Linked DNA regions of Pelodiscus sinensis: region 2 is linked to region 1. A link is a contact called in public Hi-C data. All regions are on one chromosome and are shown on one strand. Each heading gives the region's core, a stretch centred on a gene start, on an enhancer-like site or on the middle of the called end of the contact. The rest is flanking DNA. Distances are from core to core; before and after follow the strand shown.

The links. A called contact is a pair of places that touch in the nucleus more often than the background predicts.
Region 2: a contact with region 1 is called in a Hi-C map of blood, with 2.7 times the contacts expected there. The contact joins the promoter of NFX1 here to the promoter of ICE1 in region 1. A contact is called at or near these places in 3 of 5 Hi-C or Micro-C datasets (blood, liver and an unstated tissue).

Annotation. Positions count from the first base shown.
Region 1 is chr2:139,303,705-139,308,275 of ASM4963464v1, reverse strand. It overlaps ICE1 (interactor of little elongation complex ELL subunit 1), which reads left to right and starts at 2,478. Exons shown (of 20, transcript XM_075921506.1): 1 at 2,478-2,912. The coding sequence starts at 2,832.
Region 2 is chr2:139,555,929-139,560,499 of ASM4963464v1, reverse strand. It overlaps NFX1 (nuclear transcription factor, X-box binding 1), which reads right to left and starts at 1,970. Exons shown (of 24, transcript XM_075921512.1): 1 at 1,790-1,970. The coding sequence starts at 1,814. LOC142827229 (a long non-coding RNA gene) reads left to right here and starts at 1,939. Exons shown (of 2, transcript XR_012901814.1): 1 at 1,939-2,330.

The sequences.
Region 1 (4,571 bases), core at 1,229-3,728:
CTAAGCTGTTTTCAGTGGTGACAGATGCCAGAACAAGGAGCAATGGTCTCAAGAAGCAGTGGGAAAGGCCTAGGTTGGATATTAGAAAAAACTATTTCACTAGGAAGGTCACGAGGGTGGTGAAACACTGGAATAGGTTACCTAAAGAGGCGGTGAGATCTAAAAATATTAAGTCCTGGCTGGGGTGTTTTAGTTGTGGTTGCTCCTGCTTTGAAGAGGAGATTGAACTAGGTGATCTCTTGAGATCTCTTCCAATCTTATTCTTTGATTCAGTGAAAGCCCCTCCTCCCCCATCATATTCATACCCTACACATCATTGCTATGATCTACAAAATATGCCTTGTGAGCAGTGTTCCCTCAAAGCTTTTCCATCCATGTCTGGAATAAATGTTATGTGCACCAAGGCATGTGCAGATTTTCACCACCAGTCCAAACACATGCTGCTGGCTCTGGGCACTGTGGGTGCTCTGCTAAACAGATGCACAGCATTTGAATCTCTCCTGGATACTCACACAAGTGCTCAGCTTAGAGGGAACACTGCTTGTGAGGTATCATTTGAAAACTAATAACTTGCTGGTAATTAACATCTTAGGCTATGTCTACACTACTAGGTTATTTTGACATAAATTATTTTGGAATAATAACTCCGCAAAATAACTATTTTAAAATAAGCTTATTTCTCTTCACAAGCAGAAGCTATTATTTCAAAATAACAAGCTCATTATTTTGAAATAACAGGCTTAGTTGTGTGAACACTCTCCTTGTTATTTCAGAATAAAGGGAGTTATTTTGAAATAGCTCCTCAGTGTAGACAGGCCCATGGCGAAATGGATGTAGGAATATAGTTATGAATTGCCCCATAAGACATTGGTAGCATATGTTTAAGCACACACAGCCCTGACTAGCCAAAAAGTTGTTAACTAGATCTAGCCTAAACAAAGCGAAATGTGTTTAAACTTATTTTACATGCAAATAGTAAACAGGGTCCTTGAGACAGCAAGATGGGAATGCTAGGTGATAAGGCAAGGTTGCAGGTCTGCATTCATAAGGGAGAAGAAAAAGCATGGAGCCATGTTCACCACCAGAATCCATATTACCGTTTTTACTGAATAAAATGCTTCACTTTCAGCCGTAACCCTTGGCAGAATGCATTTCAAAAGAGTAACTGAACAATTCAGTGAGGATAAAAAGCATTCCAAAGCATCACCCCCTATCTTTCCAGTCTCTTTTACCTAAGACAACAAAGGAACCAGCCCTTTGAAATTGAGGAGATCCTGAGCTGAAAATGTAGTCAGCCATGTAGCTGTGAACATGTGGTGAAGAACATAGTAGCTATTTAAGTTTTAACTTAATTAATAGAAAGCATTTTATCTCTATTTTCCTTTTAACCATTTCTGAATGTAATGCCTTGTTATTTGAATGTAGAATGTCTCTTTGTAGTTCACTTGTTTTATTTTTATCAAAACTAAGCCAGTGGTGAGTTGAAACTGAGCAGCTTGGGCCTGCACTTTACAGTAGCATCAGGGAGTAGCTGAGTTAGTCTGTACGGGATAAACTTAAAAAACGCCAAAACAAATAGTCTGGTAGCTTGTTAAAGATTAACACAGTGGTCCCCAATATGGTGCCTGCGGGCGCCATGGCGCCCACTGGGGCATTTATGTACGCATGAAACATCTGAGCTGTCCCCTCCCCTGGCACCCGGCACATGCATGGTGTTGGCCCCGGGCGCGTGGCGCATGGGCAGCCCCACCCCCAGAAGTGTGGTGCGTGAGCAGCCCTGCCCCTGGGTGCCCTGCAACCACGAAAGGTTGGGGACCACTGGACTAACATGTAGATGGCATCATGAGCTTTTGGGGGTATATCCCACTTCTTCAGATGACTATGAAGAAGTGGGCTATGCCCACGAAAGCTCATGATGCCATCTACATGTTTTGTGAGTCTATAAAGCACTGCCTGACTATTCCTTGTTTTTTTTAAGTTTATCTTTTCACACTAGCAGACTCTCGTGACCCTTTACAGGAGCAATGGGCTGTGGTAGCTGAGCTGGCTAGACGCGGGCTGGGCAGCGCAGCAGGCAGGCTAACGGGAGAAACTGAGGACTCGGGGCGCGTGTAAGGGACACCCTGCACACAGTGACCAAGGCTGCTGGAAACCAGCGTGACTAGCACGCGGGACACCCAGGACCCTGCCCCCCGTAGGCCACACAGGCAGGGAGAAACTGCTCCCACCCCATCCCCCAGATCCCCACGCTCCTCAGAGCAACCTTAGTACAATGCCCCAGGAAACTACAGTTCCCAGCATGCATTGCTCAAGAAGGCTAGGCGCGTTGCACGATGGGACCTGTAGACTGGGCGGCTCAGACTGCCTCACCGTCCGCTCCCCAGTAGCTCCTCCCCTCCCTGTAATGACTGTAGTTGAAGCGCCGCCGGTCGGCCCCAGCAGCGACCCAGACTAACGCAGGACCCTAGTGGGGCACCAGGGAGGAGCCGGTTTACAAATACGCTCCTGCCCCGGCCGCAGCGCTGGCAACGGGACCCCTTGTTATTCTGGGTCCGAGCGGCTCTTAGGGGAGAGCCCCCGCCCTGACCCCCGCCGAACGGCGCCTCAAGCCGGCTGCTGGCTCCCGCTCCCGGACAGGCATCTGGGCGGGCACCAGGCTGGGGCGGGCCCTTCCCGGGACTGCGGCGCGCTGCGTTTGCGCCGCGTCTTCTCCCGCTGGCCCGGCGCTGCTGCCGGGAGGGCGGGCGGATGGAGGCGCGCGGCGGCGGGGCACGGCGGCTGTGCAGGGCGAAGCGGCTGGAGGACGTCGGGGCGCCGGCGCCGCGGGGATCATGATGCCCGGAGAGGCGCCGGCGGCGGGGATCGCGGCCGAGGCCGCCACGGCCTGTGCGAACTGCAGCGCGCTCCAGCAGGTAGCGGCAGCCCCGCCCCTTGGCCGTTATGCCCGGTAGCGCCCAGGCACCTGGCTGCTGGGGCGCGTAACCCCCGGCCCGGCGGAGCCAGTGGTGGCTCCGCATCGGTTCTCGCTGGGCTGGCTGGGAGGGTCCCTGGCAGGGCCGCCCTTAGGATTTATGGTGCCCTACGCGGGGTTATTAAACTGGTGCCCCTACGCCTGACTTGCTCTTAGCAACACAACCATAAGCTTACGCTATTGGAAAACTTGCCACATGCACCTTATTAAAAACAGTTTAACTTAATGCTGATGGATTTGCACTGAAGAAGTACACTATAGAAACAAATTCTGATTTATTGACGGAATTATACACATATATATTTTTTAATTAGTTGACATTTTATTGGAAATTTATATGAAGAGGTATTGAAACAAGAATTTGTTTTTAATTAAAAGCAATCTTTCTGCCTTTTTTGGCTGCAAAGTCAGTAATAATGTCATCATATGACAAAGACAAAGTGATATCTTGTTCGATTGCAAGAAGAGCAAGACCAGTCAAGCGTTCCTGACTCATTGTAGAACGGAGATAGTTTTTAATGAGCTTTAGTTTGGAGAAACTCCGTTCTCCTGATGCTACTGTTACAGGAATTGTCAGTAGAATACGAGTGGCAATGTACACATTAGGATATATGTCAACAAGTTTGGTGGTATGAATAAACTGTACAGTGTCCATCATCGATTTTGCATATGGCAGCATTGATGACAATGTACTCAATTCTTCGTACAGTTCAAGTCCATTTAAATCAAAACTATCACCATGCTTCAGGAGGCTCTCTAGATTCTTGCACTTTGTCATTAGCTGCTTTTGTTTTCCTATGTTGTTGAATTTAGTTATGTCGTACAAAAATCCAAACGGTTCATGGTGTACTTTTAAGGTATTAAACCTTTCATCAATGGCAGATATTGCTTTATCCATCACAACATTAAAAAATTCAACCTCAGATTTCTTTTCTGGATCGTCTATGGGCTCATCTGCTCCTTCATATTCCGCTTGCCATTTTTTCCTTGAAACTCGCGTCACATTCGGACATGGACAATTTGGTTCTACACCGAGTGCTTGTGCAAGCTCTCTTGCTGTAACCTGTGCTTCTTTGCATCCATTTTTTCTGTACTTCACTAAAAAGTCTCGTGTGTTGTTTAGTAAGTTAAGTGTTGAATCAAGCTGCATCATTGGACTCTGCATTATTTTGCTTACACTTGAGATTTTAACAAGAATGTCATACCAGATTATGACAGATGTTAGAAACTTGAACCTGGATATTTCAGAGGCCAATGACTGCTTCACTTTTAGCTTTTGGTTCTCTGACTTCTTCCAAAATTGCAACCAGTGCTTCGTAAACTTCCTCAGATTAATATCTCAGTGTTTTTGCACTTTCTACTCTGCTTTCCCAGCGTGTCTCAGATAGAGGCTTAACTGTAATGCCATTGATATGTGCTTTGAATATTTGCCATCGTTGAGTGGAAGCTGAAAAGAGCACGTAAATGCGTTTCAGCAAACCAAAAAAAGATATAGCTTCTACAGAAGACTTGGCCATATCACACAAAATCAAATTAAGGCTATGGCATGCACATGGAACAAAAAAGGCTCGTGGATTTTCCGCCAACAATCTAGCTTGCA
Region 2 (4,571 bases), core at 721-3,220, 250 kb before region 1:
AAAGCCCCCTCGCATACTCCAAACCTCTCATCCTCAGCCCCATCCCAGAGCCCACACTCTAGACAAATTGTGTTGGGACACAGAATCAAACATTTTCTTCAACTGGGTCATGAGAAAAAAAAAAGTTTGAAAACAACTGCACTAGTTTGTTGAAAGCTAAATTCTGGAGTCTATTATTCAGTTTACATTACTGGTGATTTTGCTCAGCTAATTATTAAAGAAACTAGAATAAGAACAATTTTACTTCAGACAGACTTGAACTAATTTGCTTAGTTCCCTTCTCTGCCCTCCCCTCAAAAAAACAAAAACAAAAAACCACCATCAGAAGATTGATAAAGCAGTAGGGTATATTTATCTTAAGTACCTAACATACAAGCTTTTGATTATTGGCTTAAACATCTTAATAGAGCCTGTACCTCTGACAACCAGTCTTTCATTATATGACCATAAGACACACACCTAACACAACACAGTATTAAATACAAAGCTAAATAACGTTTTCAATACAACTCTTCCATAGATAGCTTAAAATAAGACCAAACATGAAATAAACTCACATCACAAATTCATAGGTTCCAAGACCAGAAGGGATGTTGTGATTATCTAGTCTAACCTGCAGAACACAGGTGACAATGTCACAAATTCCTAGAGTATCTTTTAGAAAAAAATCCAATCTTGACTTAAAAGTTGCCATTGAAGGAGAATAGTCGTGACAATGGTTAATTACAGTTTATGTTATATATATATATATATATATATATATATATATATATGCATATGCCTTATTTCCACTCTGAAATTATCCAACTTCAACCTTTGGATTGTATTATGCTCATCTCTACTAGATTGAAGAACCCAAGTTTCAGAGTGGTGACCTGAGCCAAGCTCAGTCCCATGGATCAGGATCTCTTGCTGTGTGGTGAGAATGAGCCACTCTCACTGCTATTTGCAATATGCCTCCCACCCCTGTGGGCCAAAGCCCAGGGCCTGCTCCTCCCAACCATCACACACTATCCACTCCCTCATATGGATACAACTGTAGAATGAAGTAATACAAAATTCCCAGAAAATATTACAACTGTTAAAAATGAATTTCAGTAGCCTCCACTAACGCCTCGCTAGTTAGGAGGTCTTAGAAACAAGTGTTTACCCCATCAGGAAGAGGGGCTGCCTTATGTACTCAGGTTGCTGTAAGAAGAGGATTCTAAGCTCCTTTGAGATACTCAGTGTTATAATTGTGTTGCTGGACTTCTTGCATGGGAGTGCCTTGGCTTACAATGCGTGGCGAATCATATTCTGGCCCCGCACATGACATTCTGGAGCAAGGCAAAGTTACAGTTAATTAATATTAGAAAAAAAAATCCCTCACCCCCCCTCTCCCCCAAGGGAAGCAGAGGGTTTATTAGCAGAAGGGAAGAACACCGGCTGGCAGGCGCCGCGATGGGCGCTCAGGGGCGCAGCAAGTGCTCTGGGAGGCAAATCGCGGACCCGCCGCGGCTTCCCCAGGAACGTGTTTCTCTCGCCGGCCCGGCCCCGCGGCGTGGGCGGGCAGGACCCGGCCTGCAGTACGGGGGGGGGAGTCGGCTCCGTGGGAGCCAAGGGGGGAAACCGCCCCCCGCACGGGGCCGCGTGCCGGTGGGGCTGGGCTCCCGCGCCGGTGGGGGCAGAGGCGGAGGCTGCTGCGGGCCGGCTCTGAAGGCGGGAAGGTTCCTGCGCCGCAGTCCGCTGCCCCCGCCGCGGGGGAGGGGGGGGGAGGGCTCTGACACGCCGAGACCCGCGCGAGCCCTACCTGAGCCCGGCTGCGCCTCCGCCATGCCGGCTCCGCGCACGCGCAGACGCGAGCGCCCTCCTCTCTCGCCGAACTCTCGGCGCTTCCTACGCCACGCCCAAAAACCCCGGGAGGAGGGGCCAAGAGCGCGCGGCCAAGGAGGGGAAGGACGGAGCGGCGGCTGCCGGGCGGCTCCCCGAACTCTGCGTGGAACGAAACCGGAACGAATGACGTCACGTGAGGGCCGCGGGGCCAAGGCTGCTCGTTAGCTCCGCCCCCCTCCCCGCTCGTTTCTCTCCCGGATGGCAGCGCGCTCGCCACGTCACAGCTTTCGCGGGGTGGGGTTCGTTTCACCTGACGCCCGTTGGGCCGGTTACTGGCGAGCCGCCCCGAAGCGAACAGGAGCCGTGAGCCCTGCGCCCATGGCTCTGGGAGCAGGCACGCTGCGGGGGTTGCGAGCAGCCCGGCTGGCAAGGGAAGAACACGCTCCTCGAGGAGCGCAATGGACTCGGCTCGTCAAAGCCAAAGTCCGGGGGGGAGGCAGCTAGAGTTACAGTCTGTTGTAAGTACCCGGGGGGGGGGGGGGAGTTACAAATAGGCTGTTGCGTCTCGCAGACACCTGTGCGCTGCGAGCTCCTTGCTTTACCTCGCAGCGAGACTAATCCGGATTGGAAATCAATTGCGATTGTTTAGTGTAATTAGCCAGTGGAGCCATTTCCCAAGGGCTGGAGTGCCCCCTTACTTGATACGGGCCCTCACGACTGGATGGTTGTGCAGGAGAGAGGGGTTTTGTGGCTCTATGAAACTTCAGAAACTTCTGCGAGGAAAGCTCAGAGTCCTATGGTCCCGGTACCCAAATGGAGCTCTGGAGGCTGCTGCAGAGAAACCTGCCATTGTTAGCAGTGGGTGTTCTCCTTGCCAAAGCTCTAGCAGCCCTACATTAAAAGATTCTAAGGCAAGAAGGGACTTTCTGATTATATGGTCTGATCGCCTGTATAAATGGCCATAGAGCTTCCTGAAAATAATTCCTAGAGCATATCTTCTAGAAATATGCCCAATCTTGATTTTAAAATTCTCAATACAGGCAGTCCCCGGGTTACGTACAAGATAGGGACTGTAGGTTTGTTCTTAAGTTGAATTTGTATGTAAGTCAGAACTGGTACATATTGTAGGGGAAACTCTAGCCAAACATTTCTCCAGAGCTCAGTTTTATTCTCCCACACCTCACTTCCCTCAGTCCTTTATTCTCAAGCTGAGGTTTCTGCTGAGAAAAGCCGCTCCGCCTCTCCCTGGTCTGCTGGGGGGGGGGGGGGCGCTAGCTTCGCGTCTCCCTGGTCTGCTGGAGGGAAGCAGCTAGTGCGGGGTTGCCTCACCCCGTTTGTAAGTAGGGATCCGATGTAAGTCGGATCCATGTAACCCGGGGACTGCCTGTAATCATAATTCACCACCATGATCTTTGGTGAATTATTCCAGTGGTTGATTGCTCTCACCTTTAATAAATTGTGCCTTATTTCTTGTCTGAATTTGTTTAACTAGCTTCTAGCCACTAAATTGTGTTACAGCTTTCTCTACTATTTAACTATTTAATAATTGAAGAGTCTATTATTTAACATTCCCCACTGTTGCTTTAAGGGCATTCCTGTGCCAGTCAAGGGGCTCCCTGATTTCTAGCAGTGAGTTTCAGCTGACCTGATCAGTTCAGTTACCTCCACTCCCTGTTATAATCTGTAGTTAAAAGATGTAAATAAATATGTCATTGGAAAATTAATAACTCTGAAGTCATTAATATTTTGGCATGATCTATATCTGGGCAACTCACAAAGGATTATATAAAATTAGGATGAGCGAGTTGATAGTTTTTTTTTCCAGACAAAGGAATGTGGGCTTTGTCAGCTTTAGTATGTCTACTATATAAATTGAACAAGGTGTGACCAAAACCAAGAAAAGCTTATTAGCATGTCAGATACACAATTCCATAAGGAAAGCAAAGGGGGTAAAAATGATCGCAAAAGGGGACGCAGTCTGCAGCTAGGAAACCTTCTTGCCTCTTGAAGTAACGTCAGTGAACTCTTTGAGAAATATACTTTACAAGAGTTTACTGGATTTTAAAGAGTCTGGCACAGAGCACCTAAGTTACCTTTCACCTGAAGAAATAAGGAAAACCAGCACTGTGAATTCAGTGAGGATCCTGACTAAGAGCTACTCAGCCATTTTGGGGGTAGAAGAAGAACACTGGTGAAGAAACCACTCTGAATAAAGTCTATAGCTTGTTAAATTAGGCCCTAGCCATTCAGTATTTTTACTTTTGTTTGTAACATTTTTCTTCTTAATCCCAGATGGTCTCATTCACATAAAATCTCCCTCTTTTTGATCCAATAAACTTGCTTTACTTTAAACCAACCCATCCCTTAGATAGAATGGAAGTGATTATTAACTCTTGTCGAGATAACAAGCTGCTATTTCTGTCTCTTTAAAGGAGGGGCAAAGTTAATTTCTTTTTGTGTTCCAGGAGAGGGCTGAATGCTGCAGATTTGGGAAAACCTGGAACTTGCAAAGTGTGTTGGTGTCACTCTGCAAACAGTACCTGGGTGGTGGAAGACAGGATGTAAATGCTCAGCCCCCAGTGTTAACAAACTCAGGAAATACTAACTCAAGTTCTGATGACTTTGGGCTTAGAACTGCTTGCTTGTATGATAATTGTTGATGACCAGGCACTGAGTCATTGGAGCATAGCACTTAAGGCTCCCTGTTGCTGGGCAGGCAGTGACACAACTCTTGACTGATTTTTGACTGAACCCTAAAA